Linked DNA regions of Xenopus tropicalis: region 2 is linked to region 1. Evidence: chromatin contacts called from public Hi-C data. All regions are on one chromosome and are shown on one strand. The core of a region is the stretch at or near the end of the contact, and the rest is flanking DNA. Distances in the headings are between cores, read along the strand shown. Region 1 holds the start of c2h17orf97 (protein LIAT1). Region 2 holds the start of vps53 (vacuolar protein sorting-associated protein 53 homolog).

Evidence for each region. Hi-C and Micro-C count contacts between places; a contact is called where the count stands out from the background.
Region 2: a Hi-C map of neurula embryo shows a contact between it and region 1, with 2.6 times the contacts expected there. The contact joins the promoter of vps53 here to the promoter of c2h17orf97 in region 1. A contact is called at or near these places in 4 of 5 Hi-C or Micro-C datasets (brain, gastrula embryo, neurula embryo and 1 more).

What each region holds. Positions count from the first base shown.
Region 1 is chr2:96,132,262-96,135,769 of UCB_Xtro_10.0, reverse strand. c2h17orf97 (protein LIAT1) reads right to left here and starts at 1,798. Exons shown (of 5, transcript XM_031896964.1): 1 at 1,673-1,798; 2 at 1,480-1,506; 3 at 784-883.
Region 2 is chr2:96,288,331-96,292,049 of UCB_Xtro_10.0, reverse strand. vps53 (vacuolar protein sorting-associated protein 53 homolog) reads left to right here and starts at 1,364. Exons shown (of 22, transcript XM_002934343.5): 1 at 1,364-1,868. The coding sequence starts at 1,785.

The DNA.
Region 1 (3,508 bases), core at 549-3,048:
GTATATAGCAATGCCACTTGACATAGTTATTAAGGAGTGCATTCGGCGCAATAAGCCAAGTTCAGTTTCAGTGAAATGTTGTAAAAGTTATGAATTATTCTAAACTGATCTACTAATCTTTGGGGCCGTAAGATATTTAAAAAATCTGCCATGTTGTTCCCATGATCCTGTTATACCAAGAATTTACAATGTTTTCATGTTAAAAACGTTGTGCCTTCTGCACCACACAAGCAATTATACATTTCAGTATTACTTTACATAATATTTATAAAATGTTATAGTTTTCTAATTGTTACATATGTTTATAAAACTAAGTGCAATTTGTATACGTGTGGATTTTGTTCTTTATTTATTGTGTGTTTATACCCCTTTGCTTATGAGGAAAGCTTATGAAGAGCCAAAGGTAGTGGGGTATAAACACACTGGGAAAACGCCCTCACAAAATCACACTCGCATTCCTTTATAATCCTGTTCTGCACTTGGTGGGGGAGAAACTCCATGGCAGCACACAATTACATATCACCTACATGATCTACCTGCTCAATTACAAGGAAAAGAATGTGACAAAACCTCTTTTTGTTGCTTTTTTATTGGTGTTCGCAATCCAGTATATTTCACAACACAAATGCTCCCGATTCGTATCTTAGTGAACTATGTTAATATTTTTTTTTGCTGTATCAGAAAACAAAATTCAGTCCCTTCTTTTCCTCTGCTGGTTAGGTATAAAAATGTCCTATATAATATTTTCAGTTATCAGGATTCAATAATAGCCACAATACTCACACTGTCTGTTCACAGCATTTAATAGCTTGTATCTGCTCGCTTTTATATTTTTGCTGGCAGCTCTGAAGGATGTGACTGTGCTTCTCATGACTGATTACTCCTAGTACAAACAAGGAAATGGTATAGATCATTCATTCTTTGTCACCACAGAGTTCATGGGTATGCCCTGACAAACAGCGGAGTTTATTTTTCATATACTTGTGGGGAAGATGGTAGAAACTGTGCCAAAGGTTGACTCAAGCTTACTTTACAAATTAGGGACACTTCTAATAATTGCAAGGTTCCTGGGCTGAGCCATATAAATTACAGACTGAGGTAGGTGTAGCTTTTGGGGGCTTTGTAGGTAGTGCTGCAGGGAGCTGAAGAACAACGTTTAGCTAACAGGTGGGTGATAGGCTGCAAAAGTGCATTGTGCCTAATTTTTAATTAAAAAAAAGCATAGTTTTTATGTCTTGTACTGAACTATGCAGAACGATGCACAAGTAATCTTATTGTACACTTCATCCCACCTTTTTGGTTCTTCAGAGCTATTGTAGGAGGAATACAAGACAATGAATTAAACAACACTTTGCAGTTAAACACCCCTTATAATTAGCTGAAACATACGCACCAATTTGAGACTCAGGCAACAATAAGGGAAAAGGAGGGGCTTGTTTATTACAAGAGCATTATATATATTTTTTTTAATTGACCTACCTTGCTTCCAGAAAATGCAAGTAGGTCCTACAGCAATAAACAAAACAATGATCCATTAGCATCTTACAATAAAAAATCAGGAATTTTGTGTAATTAAAAAAAAGGCAGAACTCATACAAATTCTTTTTATTTAGCCCTAACTTAACATATTGCCCCTTTAATTACAGTATAAGGTCATATTTTAGACACCTACTGTATGTGTCAGGTCATGAAGCACATTGTTTCATAATTTATTTTGTCTCTTCAGTTCCAACAGCATAATCTTGGGTTCTGTAAATTGATAAACTTTTGATGGGGCTGCATGTTTAAAACTCTGTTACATTGTTAAATATTATTAGGTTATAATAGCATTAAACATATATATATGTGTGTGTGAATGTATATGTATGTAGAAGAAAATTTGTATTTGCTTTGAATTATTATTTTGATCCCAAAATAGATATATTCAGCAATGCCAATTAAAGCCATTTCAGTTCATTCTCCAGCTATGAATGAGAGTTGCCGTGACAACAAGTCCTCCATCATCATACTGGCGACTGAGTACGCAGATAGAGGAAGAGGCCTGAATGTAAAGTGATATTTCAGTCTTTTCATCTCATAAAATAAATAATGAGCCTTGATGGAAATACTGGAAGTTCTTTGTGTACCTGAATAGAAATGTATTTGTTCCAAAATACAATTCTGATCACCAATTCTCATTTAAATTGAATAATAAAATCTGCATTGCACAGTAAAAACAACAATGATAATATGAAACCTGCAAGTTTTTCCAGAAAAAAATCAATTGCTGACACGGAAGTTATACTTTTCTCTAAAAATAAACTTTCGCCTGCTCCTCATAAACAATTGCTTCCCCCAGGAGACCTTTTCATTATTTAGTATTGGGTCTTCTCCTGGAGAGGCTTGTCACACCAAAGCCTTAATTACATGCCATCTTTCTCCTGCTGCATTCTATTAAAGTGACAATGACACTTTAAATAGAGGAATGGCTTCCTGACCTTTTTCAGTTCATGTACATATTTTTTTCTGTATATAGATGTACAAGATTGTAATTTGTACTGTGGATCTTGTCTATGTAATTTACACATAGACAGGCAGATTGATCTTAGAAGTGGGATACCCTGGGTGGATACCCTGCTGGCATAATGTTATTGAATTTAGTCTCCACTGGGTCATAGATATTGCTGAGTATAAATTGCATAGTCAAGAGCATTTCCTAAGAGTTTAGACACCAATGTATTAATAATATTATTCTACCTATTTTAAATCTCCTGTACTGATTATTACCGCAGTCTAATTGCAATGTATACAGTCTGTAACTTTTCATTCTGTGTTATCAATAAACTCCATTTTGCTCAAAAAAAAGAGTTTCCAGGAGCTGCTATTTGCCACCTCTTGTAAACTGTGGCCTGAAGCAAAAATGCTTCTTTAACATTCATAAACATTATTTCCTGGCCACTTCAAGTCAGCAAAACTATGGTATTCACTCTGCATCCATATCCCGGTTAGCACTGTCCCTCCCCAAAGTCAAAAATGACCCTTAACTCTCTTAACTATTCATCTCTTTTGCTTTATCTTCATTCTGGTTAGCATGGGCATCTGTGATTATCAATCCAATGCTTGAGAAGGATGGCAAATCCTGACGGCTATTCATTTAGTAGAATTATTGCATGAAACCCCCTCATTTGGTATTCCCTATTGGAGGCCACCCTAGGTTAGTGATCAGAAAGGTTGCTACTGGGGCTTGTAGATTCACGGCACCTGTTGGGGTAAGTGCACACTCTTGCTCCTAGTAGAGTTCAGTAGACGTGTGGTTGTTACTGCTCATTCATGGGCAGGCCTGCCAATTTTCAAAATAGCAGACACTGATGATATTAGAGCAGTAGTGGCAGAGTTGAAGATGGCTGTGGCTTTTATGTCTGAAGCAGCGGTGGATTTGACTCGGCTGGCATCTAGATCTATAGCAGTCTTTGGCTTACGGCTTGAGGTGCGGACACAGAATCCAAGTTAAGTCTCTGTGCCTTGCCAT
Region 2 (3,719 bases), core at 115-2,614, 160 kb before region 1:
AATCGTATTGGTAACAAAAAGTCGCGATAATTTTCCGAAAAAATCGCGAAATACCGATCATTACGAAAAAAACGCAATCGGACGCATTCGGCCCGTTCGTGAGTAAGTAAATGGGCCCCTAGGTCTTTGGTCCTGTGACCACACCTGTTAGAGGTTAACTACAGGATTCAGTTAGATAGTTCAGATAGATAATTTATAGTCACCCTAGGAGTGAAAGGGTAGATAGGGTATCTAGTAAGGGCAGTCTGAAGCCCCTCCAAGGAGATTAGTGAGGTGATTACCTCCCGGCATTACTGGCCGTAGTTCAGGTATATCAAGTGGCTCAGGTGGTAGCCAGTTCTAGTAAAGGGAAGATTGCCTAAGCGAGAGGGTCTTCTGGCGTGAGTACCAGGGAGAGTCCTAAGAGAAAGGGTCTCTTGGTGGGAGTACCGGGGAGTAGTCCTAAGCGAGAGGGTCTCCTAGAGGTATGGGGAGATATACCTAAACCTGCATATTATATTACTGGATACTGTTTGGATACAAAAATGAAGTTTATTTGGTTAATCAGCAACTCCCAGTCCCCTGGTCAATTCCTCTGCAAGTGGATCCTCAACTGCCTGGTAAGCAACCACCCCAAGGGGGCAAGGTCCCAGGAGTTGCAGGGAGTCCGCTACATGTGGAGGCCTGCACAGATTGACCTAGAGAAGTTTCCCAGGGAGGGGTACAAAAGTCAACCTGTCCCCACCCTGGGTGGAGGCACGCCAGTTGTATCTGCTCCCCCATCTAAGCGGGGGCACAGGACTCCTGTAGCGACACACGTGCTAGATCTCATACAGTAGCAGAAGAGGGCTACATTTATACTAGATAAACCATGACCTGGATGAATGAAAATTTTCATAGTCATATTGCCATTTGTTTCAGAGAGAATACTCTAAAACTGGTTCGGGAATATGAAAGAACAGCAACATCACTAGTGTATTTTTACGCGTCCTTGCTAGTGCTGCTACCTTCTGAGGCGCTGAAAAACCCGGCTGCGATTTACAAAACCTTCAAGTTTTCAGAAGACTTCAATCAGCTTGAAAAAGGAACTAAAATGTTCTGAAAGCTTGCTATGGTTATCTTAGTTAGCCAATAAAGGTATCACCTTTATACCACTTTTGTTATTTTTTATTTCAAAAGGGTTACCCTGTAAACAGAAGACTTCACAGACACCATAGTCTTAATATAGCTGGCTCAGAACGGATGAAGGGCGTGGCCTAGGCATCCCAAGGTGTGATCTTAATGTTTGGGGCGTGGTTACAGAGCTGTCACAACTTGCGCAAAAGGTTCTATACAAGTCATACTGTCATTGTGATGCTTCAGTGAAACTGGTTAGTTCTGAAAACGACGCGCCTTTCTAGTAACAAGGCAATCCAGATCGGCGGTTAAGTTATAAAGAAAACTTCACAGTTCCTAGCAACTATATTTGCCTTGTTTTATTCATAGGCTGTCTACCGACTGTGGAAGATTGTTACACGTCACTTACATGACATCCTCTGCACACAGCGTCAGCCATCTTTTAAATGGGCAAACCAAAACCCTATAAATAAAAACAATGTATAAGAGTTCAGGAAACAGCAATAGGATAAATTAAACTGCACTGCAACTTTGAGAATACTTTCGCTTTGGGACATACGCTTCACAAATATTTTTGACTATTCAAAGCGGCGTTTACCTTGGCTGGCTGTCGCCATAGTAACCGCACTTCCTTCCCAATTGTCCCAGGGTACAGTGCGGCGCAGGAAGCTGCTGCTGATCCTGCAGAGATGGATGAGGAAGAGTTGGAGGTTGTGGAGGAGCTAGAGGCAGTATTACACCTGTCCCCGGAGGTGCAGCAAGCTATCGAGCAGGTACGATACAACTTTCAATGACGCTCTCATCGTTATGATAGGAGCGGCCTATGGTTATTGGTCAGTGACAAGGTATGGTAGAGGGTGCAAGTCTTATACGCTGTCATTGTGAGCCTTTCCTAGAATAGGGTTGTACAACTTCTGTGAAGCATTATTGGTTTCATTCCTGGCACAGTAGGTTACTGGTTTGTTGCTTTTCAGGCATCTAGAAATATCGAGAATCAATAATTCTGCTATGTTTCTGCTATGGATGATATACAGTGCCATAACATGTGAGACAGCTGGTAAGAATCTCAGCATTGGCCATATAAACATTGTTAAAAAGAGTTATAGATTATGAAAGAATTCTATGTATGGTTATACCAGTAACTGGGAGATGTTACATTTATTGCCTGTGGCCTGTCTGTTTCAGTGGATTTTGCAACATTTCTTTATAATCTGGCTCTAAGAGGTTTGTATTATGGGAATGTATGGAGCACTCTATCATGTCTCTGAAGCAGAAGCCATATGGCAGGAACTATATTATATTCAAAAGTGTTCATACACCTGTCTGTACAGTATCAGGGTTATCAACATAAAGCTGACCCTCCCTTTGCTGCTGTAACATTTTTTTCTTCTTTGAGGAAACAGATTTTGAAACATGTTGCTAGGATTTTCTTCCATTAAGCCGCAAAATCATTTGTGACCCCCAAATCAATTCTGTTTAAACCTTGCTTTATGTATAGGAACATTATGGTGCTGAAACAGGAAAGTGCATTCTCCAAACTTTTGTCATTAGCATGGAATGATAAAAATATCATTGTATGCTGTAGTATTAAGGTTTTCTTTCACAGAAATGATGAACCCAAACTCTAAAGAGACCCATATAATTATTTATCCTCCAACATATGCTACAGTAGATTTTTTACACAGCCAAATCTAAGTCCGAATGCTAAATTTACCTTTTCAGTGAATACATTCACATTTCTTGAGTTCAATGATGCTAACTCTTGGCATTTTGTATGTGAATATTCCATATATAAGCAATTAAATAAGTGAGTTTAGTACACCTTGCATAAAAGGAGGATATGTTTACCTTTTAAAAGATCATAGTAAAATGGCATAGTTTAGATGATCATTTTAGTGATATCTTCTTAAACGATAGCAGTCTGGCCAGCATAATAGGCACAACTTTTTTTCAGCAATTTATTAATGTCCCGTCTGTCACTGGGTCCCTAAAGAAAATACCTACATAATTTACTGTACACAAGATGCTGAGTCAGTGATGAGTTGTAAAACAAATCATCCAAGAGTTATCTAATTAGAGGTGAATGGGATCTGCTGTAAATTTGTATTTAGACTTTCCATGCCCCTGGTTATTGACGTGTTGCATTGAACATGCAAGATTGTGTGCAGCCAATCTGCACTGCCGTTTTAATTAGAGATCTAATACTTTTAAAAGTAGAGCCCTAGTAAAGGAAACCTATACCGCCAAACAGTGTAGGTTCCTATAAAAATATATCACATTAACAAGCTCATATGTAAAACCCTGCTTCATCTAAATAAACCATTTTCATAAAAATATACTTTTTTAGTAGTATGTGCTATTGGGTAACCCTAAATAGAAAAATGCTATTTTAAGAATTAAGGGCTGCCCCCACCTGGGATCATAGGATTCACAGTGCACACAAACAAGCCAAGGCATACCTACATGCTAGGCCACATCAGCCAATTAATGGACAGAGTTCTGCCTTTTGCCTGTTCATGCAATACATTTAAATACATAGCTAATTTTTTGCAATAAATCCGGTGTTGCTGGTGTTTTTTTTTTCGATATTTAAACTTTTTACCTTGCACCCGGGATAAGGATTG